2 separate regions of the Danio rerio genome follow, and region 2 is linked to region 1. The links are chromatin contacts, called in public Micro-C maps. All regions are on one chromosome and are shown on one strand. Each heading gives the region's core, a stretch centred on a gene start, on an enhancer-like site or on the middle of the called end of the contact. The rest is flanking DNA. Distances are from core to core; before and after follow the strand shown. Region 1 overlaps mrps5 (mitochondrial ribosomal protein S5). Region 2 has its middle 10 kb from the start of edaradd.

Region 1 (3,294 bases), core at 422-2,921:
CCTCAGGTTGCTTCAGGGAAAACTGATGCCTACAATTAGTGTCTGGTATGTGACTTTGGCTATGAATTAATGTGTGACTGTTGGCTTACTTTTCTGAGAGCGGCGGTCCGGTCTGCTGCTTTCCCCAGTGCAAACCCTGCAGTGAAGTGAACAAAACAGCCAATTAACCCTGATTATGGCTACTTTATTAAACTTTTGCCATGCTCCATATATTACAGACCTGAGATGTGCAAATCTGCATATTTGCTAAAGTTGTTTTTTTTTTTTTTTTGCCTGAATAAGCCAAACTTAATAATGCACAGAGGCATACAGTTTTATCATATGTTTGATTTGTATAGCCTCACTTGATGCAGGGTGTAAAGTAGCTAGAGTATTAAAATAGTTAAGTAATTCTTTGAAATAATTTAAATATGTATAATTATTATATATTTTGTACTTTTAGACATAAAGGTCACTGTTGAGAGTGGCAATAATGGAACAGGGTGGGGCCAAGCTGGAGCGCTCACTCTATTCCCCCCGGCTCTGCAATGGTTGGGGAAATTGCAAATTGAACCAAAACAAATGATTACAATTGGCTTGAGATTGGCAATGAAAATTTCTGAATTGGAACCAGCAAAACCTGCAAATTTAATTTAAAAAATAAATAAATAAATAAATAAATAAATAAAGAGTGGCAATAACAAAAAAACATTACAAAAACTAAAGTGAAAAATATATTCATATATTAGAATACACAATATACATTTATTAAATTTCCTTCAGCTTACTACCTTATTCTTACTTACTTACCTTATTCATTAGGGGAATGAACCGCCAACTTACCCAGCATATGTTTTACACAGTGGATACCCTTCAAGCTGCAACCCAGTATTGGGAAACATCCATATACTCTCAGACACACTTATACACTAGTCAATTAAAATCACCTATACCATATGTATTTGGACTGTGGTGGAAACCAGAGCACCCTGAGGAAACCCATACAATAACATGCAAACTCCATACAGAAATGCCAACTGACCCAGCCTGGATGCAAACCAGCGGCCTTTTTACTCTGAGGCAACAGTGCTAACCACTGAGCCATTGTGTCGCCCAATACACAACATACGTGATAAAAATAATATTATATTTATATTTATAATAATAAACTAATATTAATAAACAAATATTACATTTATTATCTAAATAATTATTATTTAACATTATAAAAAATAATAATACATGATATTTCTCTCTCTCTCTCTCTCTGATTTTTAATTATATCACATAAAAACATTTTTAATTATGGTCAATTGATATTTTCTTTAAAAAAATCTTTAAATTAATGTTTAATATTTGCATTTGAAATAAAAATCTAAGACTTTTATATAATAAACAAAAATCAACATTTCACTCAAACCCGTCCCAAATAAATCTTGTAAATCCAGAAAGACTAACCATTTTCATGTACTGTCTTTATAATAATTGTCTTTATTATAATTGTTTCCATCAAATTTACCTGCGACTCCATTTCCATTGCCCACTGCCACCAAAGCACTGATGGATCTCTTCCTGCTCTCTTTGGGTGTAACAGTAAACACACTCTTGAGCTGTCAATCAAACAAACATTACATTTAATTGTTAATAACTGCAGTGAATCAGATACTGTACATGTACTTCCCTGACGCAGCCAGCAGGAGGCAGTAGAAACCTACTGTTAAATTATAATATGCTCCACTGAAACGTGTCTAAAATACTGCAGTCTGTCCCACACACAAACACACACACACATACACATACACAACCTCTCTGTGTGTGCACAGGCAGCAGATGTGTGTGTGTAACTGTATAACATAAAGTACTTATAGAGAATAAAAGCATTCTTCTCCTTACTGCAATTGCTTATGTAACATCTGCTGTAGGAGTATTATTGACATGATGAGCTGCAAAAGATCAGCACAAAGATCTCATTTTTGTGCAAGAAAAAGCCACCCACTGGCGAGAATCAAAACATGTTCAGTGGACGTTACAGAGTATCTCTAAAAAGATACATAGCTTATTACAATGTGTCTGTAACCAGCAGCTGGCAACCTTTTGAAGTGCTGCAAATGCAGAAAGCCTCACTTAAGACCAGCGCTTGTAGTCACATCTCCTTTTCATACAAACTATTATTCTGCCGGAAAAATAAATAATTAAAATTAAAGTGCCACTGCGCAGCCCACCAGGCAGTTTACATTGTTTACCCACACTGCACAGTTCACTTAGAATGTTTTGCTCTCATATAGTAGATAACTAAATATACCAGGTTGTGTGAGGATAATTGCTGCAGGAGAGAGCATATATTAAAATACTAAGAGAAATGAATAATAAAAAAACACCTACATTCTAAAAATGCATGTGCTAGGTGTTGTACATTTTAATGCCAATGATGGCACTCATGCGTTAAACTGCCAAGGGTCGTCCTTATATATTCAACATAAAATAATTTTTCGGTTCATTTATAGTTTTTTTATACAGTACACAACCTGACAAAAGTCTTGTCATCGATCCTAGTTGTAAGAGCAAAAAATAATAGCTTGACTTCTAGTCGATCATTTGGAAAATTGGCAGAAGGTAGATTTTTCAGATGAATCATAAAAATTACTGCACCTACTAGAACCCGCATGCATCCAAGATTCTCACAGAAATCAGTGATGTTTAAAAAGGAAAAAAAAATCATAGTTTGGGGTTACATCCAGTATGGGGGCATGTGAGAGATCTGCAAAGTGGATGGCAACATCAACAGCCTGAGGTATCAAAACAATTGTGCAGCCCATTACATTACAAACTACAGGAGAGGGCAAATTCCTCAGCAGGATAGCACTTCTTCTCATACTTCAGCCTCCACAAAGTTCCTGAAAGCAAAAAAGATCAAGGTGTTCCAGGATTGGCCAGCCCATGAACATCATTAACATGAACATCATTGAGCATGGTAAGATGATGCAAGAGGCATTGAAGATGAATCCAAAGAATCTTGATGAACTCTGGGAGTCACTCTGGGAGAATGCTTTCTTTGAGAGATGATTAAAAATCAAGTCATGATCATATTTTATTTTGGTGAAATAAGCGTAATCTAGAGGTCTTTGCCTTTCATATGAGCCACTTCTGATACCAAATGATCACCTAGAAGTCAAGTTATTATTTGGTGTTCCTAACACCTGGACAGGCGACAAGACTTTTGTTAGATAGAGTAGACTGCTTTAAAGCAAATAGGTTATTGTGGTTATAAAATGTGTGACTGTAGCTTGCAATTAGCATTAAACTATAAAAACTATT
Region 2 (3,294 bases), core at 252-2,751, 360 kb after region 1:
TATGGACTGGCCTGCCCTGCTTGTTTCCCAGATCTGAATCCAATTGAGCGCATCTGGGAAATCATGTCTCGCTCCATCCATCAACACCACATTGCACCACAGACTGTCCAGGAGTTGGCAGATGCTTTAGTCCAGGTCTTGGTGGAGATCCCTATGGAGATCATCCACCACCTCATCAGGAGCATTCCCAGGTGTTGTAGGAAAGTCATACAGGCATGTGGAGGCCACGGACACACTGCTGAGCCTCATTTTGACTTGTTTTAAGGACATTGCATCAAAGTTAGACCAGCTTGTTGTGTGTTTTTTCACTTTTGAGTGTGGCTCCAAATACAGACATAGGTTAATAAATTTGATTTCCATTGATAATTTTTGTGTGATTTTTATTTGTCAGCACATTAAACACATTCAGATCTATGATGTGCTATTTTAGTGTTCCCTTCATTTTTTAAAACTGTGTGTGTATGTATATATGTAAATATAATTTGATTTATAATTCAAGATGTCTATGCTGATATTTGTACCAACTCTCCCTCTCTCGTTATTCAGTGAATGATAAATGATTAAGAAAACACACATGAATAAGACATGATTGGAAATTTGTTCATTTTCCTGTAATTAGCCCTGCAGATGAAGAGCTAAGTTTCATTAGCACATGATTAACAGAAGCCACTGGCTTTCATTTAGGTTTCCCCTCCTCTCAAACCCTCTGCTGTTTAACGGCCCATTTCAGCAATGAAAACAGGCCATTGCAGGCTGTACTGTACATCACACCATGGCCTGCCATTTTAAACAATGGGACGTTTAGTACATAGTGAGGCACTAATTACTCTGCTTGCCACTTTCCTAAGATGTGTATTGATGTTCTCTTTCTACATGGATACATCTAATACCTCACTTCAGTGAAGTGAAGCCAACATTAACATTTATAGAGGAAAAGAGGAGGAAAGAGATTGAAGAACCAAAGAGTCATAAAAGAGCTCAGATGATCAAGTAAGTGTTTTTTACTCATTATTGCTGAATGATCTTGCTTTGTCAACATTTTGTACTGCATAGGCCTACAGCACCTTTTTGTGAGTGTCACTAACGTATTCTTGTAAGATGGTTCTTTAAAGGTTTTTAACACAATAGTTCTGTTTAAAACTGTATTATCTTGAGGGACACTTGTTATGCTAAAATGGTTCTTTATGTGATTGTGAGTTTAGGTGAAACTGAAACTGACAAAGCACCTGGTTTCTGAAGCTCAACCATCAAATACACAGACTGTCAGCACGGTTTCGAGCAAAGACTGTAATAAATAATACTTGGTTATTGCTTCAATCTCCTCTCAAAGCTCTCTGACAGTCCGCTCAGAGACTGTCAATAAATGTCAATCACGATAAAACTCCTCGTTTTTATAACATTAAAAATTACTCAGCACAAAAACTGACATCGGAACCACTATCAGCGTGGGAGATTTATCGGAAATGTAAATATATGGTTTACCTGGAGAGGGCAGAGACGTGTGCTGCATCCAGCCACCAGGGGGCGATCATGAGCCTGGAGCTTGATTTTCAGGAGAAAACATGAGGCACACCCGGTCCTGGTCTCAACAGGTAAATAAAATCATTTTTAATATTTCTATACAATTTATTCTATACAATTGGTCCCAGAAGGTCTGGTCTGAGAATTTCAGAAACAGCAGATCTACTGGGATTTTCATGCACAACTGTCTCAAGGCTTAACAGAGAAGGGTCTGAAAAGAGAAAATATCTTGTGAGCGGCATTTCTGTGAGTGCAAGTGCCTTGTTGACGTCAGAAGACAGAGGAGATGGGCCAGACTGGTTCCAGACTGTACCACACCAGGTGCCACTCCTGTCAGCTAAGAAGAAGAAACTGACGCTACAATTTACACATCATGAATGTGCAGCGGACATTTGCAGCAACTGCGTGATGTTATCATGTCAATATGGACAAAAATATCTGAGGAATATTTCCAGTACCTTGTTGAAGTGATGCCATGGAGGATTAAGGAAAATGGGAGTTCAACCCGGTACTATTAGGTGTACCTAAAACAAAAGTCTGGTGTGTGTGTGTGTGTGTGTGTGTGTGTGTGTGTGTGTGTGTTTACACATATAAATGTAACATGTACATAACTAAAAAAAAATTATTTGTTTATTTATTTATTTATTTATTTATTTATATTAATTTTTAAGTCCTATATAGCAAATTTAAAACATGGTACATAATAAAACATTATGAGAACTGTATACTTTATTTTTACCAAATTACACTATTTTACACACACAAATTACAGCTTTGTTACAAGCTGAAGAAACACTATTCTGCGCTGCCATAATTCTATAAGCAGAACACTACCTATTCTATAAGTTAAAAGCTTTTCTGCCATGTCACTATTCTATAAATACAGCAATAATTCTGCTCCGTAAGTAGATTGATATAGCACATTTCATTATTTTGTAAGTAAAACACCCTCTTACTGTTCTATAAGAACAGCACTATTGTTCTTTATTATAGTTCTCTGAGGTGAACACTATCATGCTCTGTCATAATTCTATAAGTAGAAGACTATGTTCTTTTTCACTTTTCTCTAAGTACAAAACTATCATGCTCTTATTCTATATGAAGATCTCCGTGATGCTCTTTCACTGTTCTGTGTAATGGAAGATTACCGAGCTCTTTCTCTGTTCTATAAGTAGCACACTATTCTGCTCTGTCACTATGGTGTGAGTGAGAAATGATCTGCATATGGAACACTCTTTTGCTCAGTCACTTTTTCTGTAAGTGGAGCACTGCTGTCCAGTCTACACTCTGCAGTACTATTCTGTTGTCACGCTCACACTATTAATAGATTTTTTACTCAGACAATATTCTGCATGTGAAATATGATTCTGCTATAGAAAAGCCTCACAATTCTGTACATAAAACAGAGCTCTCCAGCCACACATTTGCACCTAAAGTGGGCAACACACAAAATGGTGTAAATACAAAAATAACACACAGGATGTTCCAAATTAAGCACCTCAGCAGAGACTACTATACCAGACAGTGCTCTTTTCTAACAGTCTACTTCTAATTAGATTTAGTTAAAAGTCAATTTGATTGATTAGTCAAACCTAATTAACCCAATTCTTATTTTGGTACTCTGTTAAAATGTTATCCTTTTAGATAATACCATAATCTGCCCCCAGAGCTCGGCCAAGCATCTCCCTGTGTGACTGTTACCCTTTGCAGAAAGTATTACAAAGCAATGTTTTTTTTTAAAACCGTGTGCTTATAGTGACACGCAGTGGTGGC

The links. Hi-C and Micro-C count contacts between places; a contact is called where the count stands out from the background.
Region 2: a contact with region 1 is called in a Micro-C map of caudal fin, with 9 times the contacts expected there. The contact joins two enhancer-like sites. A contact is called at or near these places in 1 of 18 Hi-C or Micro-C datasets (caudal fin) and 1 of 4 datasets of contacts at active chromatin or transcription factors (caudal fin).

Annotation. Positions count from the first base shown.
Region 1 is chr17:23,517,095-23,520,388 of GRCz12tu, forward strand. mrps5 (mitochondrial ribosomal protein S5) reads right to left here. Exons shown (of 11, transcript NM_001076596.1): 6 at 1,499-1,589; 7 at 90-136. Among named protein-coding and RNA genes, the nearest start is that of zgc:101772, 11 kb to the left of the region's middle. Within about 2 kb of position 1,672, at least 1 of the 62 cell types and tissues checked has an H3K27ac peak or open chromatin away from gene starts, as enhancers often do. A contact at or near this core is called in caudal fin, where this site is marked.
Region 2 is chr17:23,879,135-23,882,428 of GRCz12tu, forward strand. No RefSeq gene overlaps it. Among named protein-coding and RNA genes, the nearest start is that of edaradd, 10 kb to the right of the region's middle. Within about 2 kb of position 1,502, at least 6 of the 62 cell types and tissues checked have an H3K27ac peak or open chromatin away from gene starts, as enhancers often do. A contact at or near this core is called in caudal fin, where this site is marked.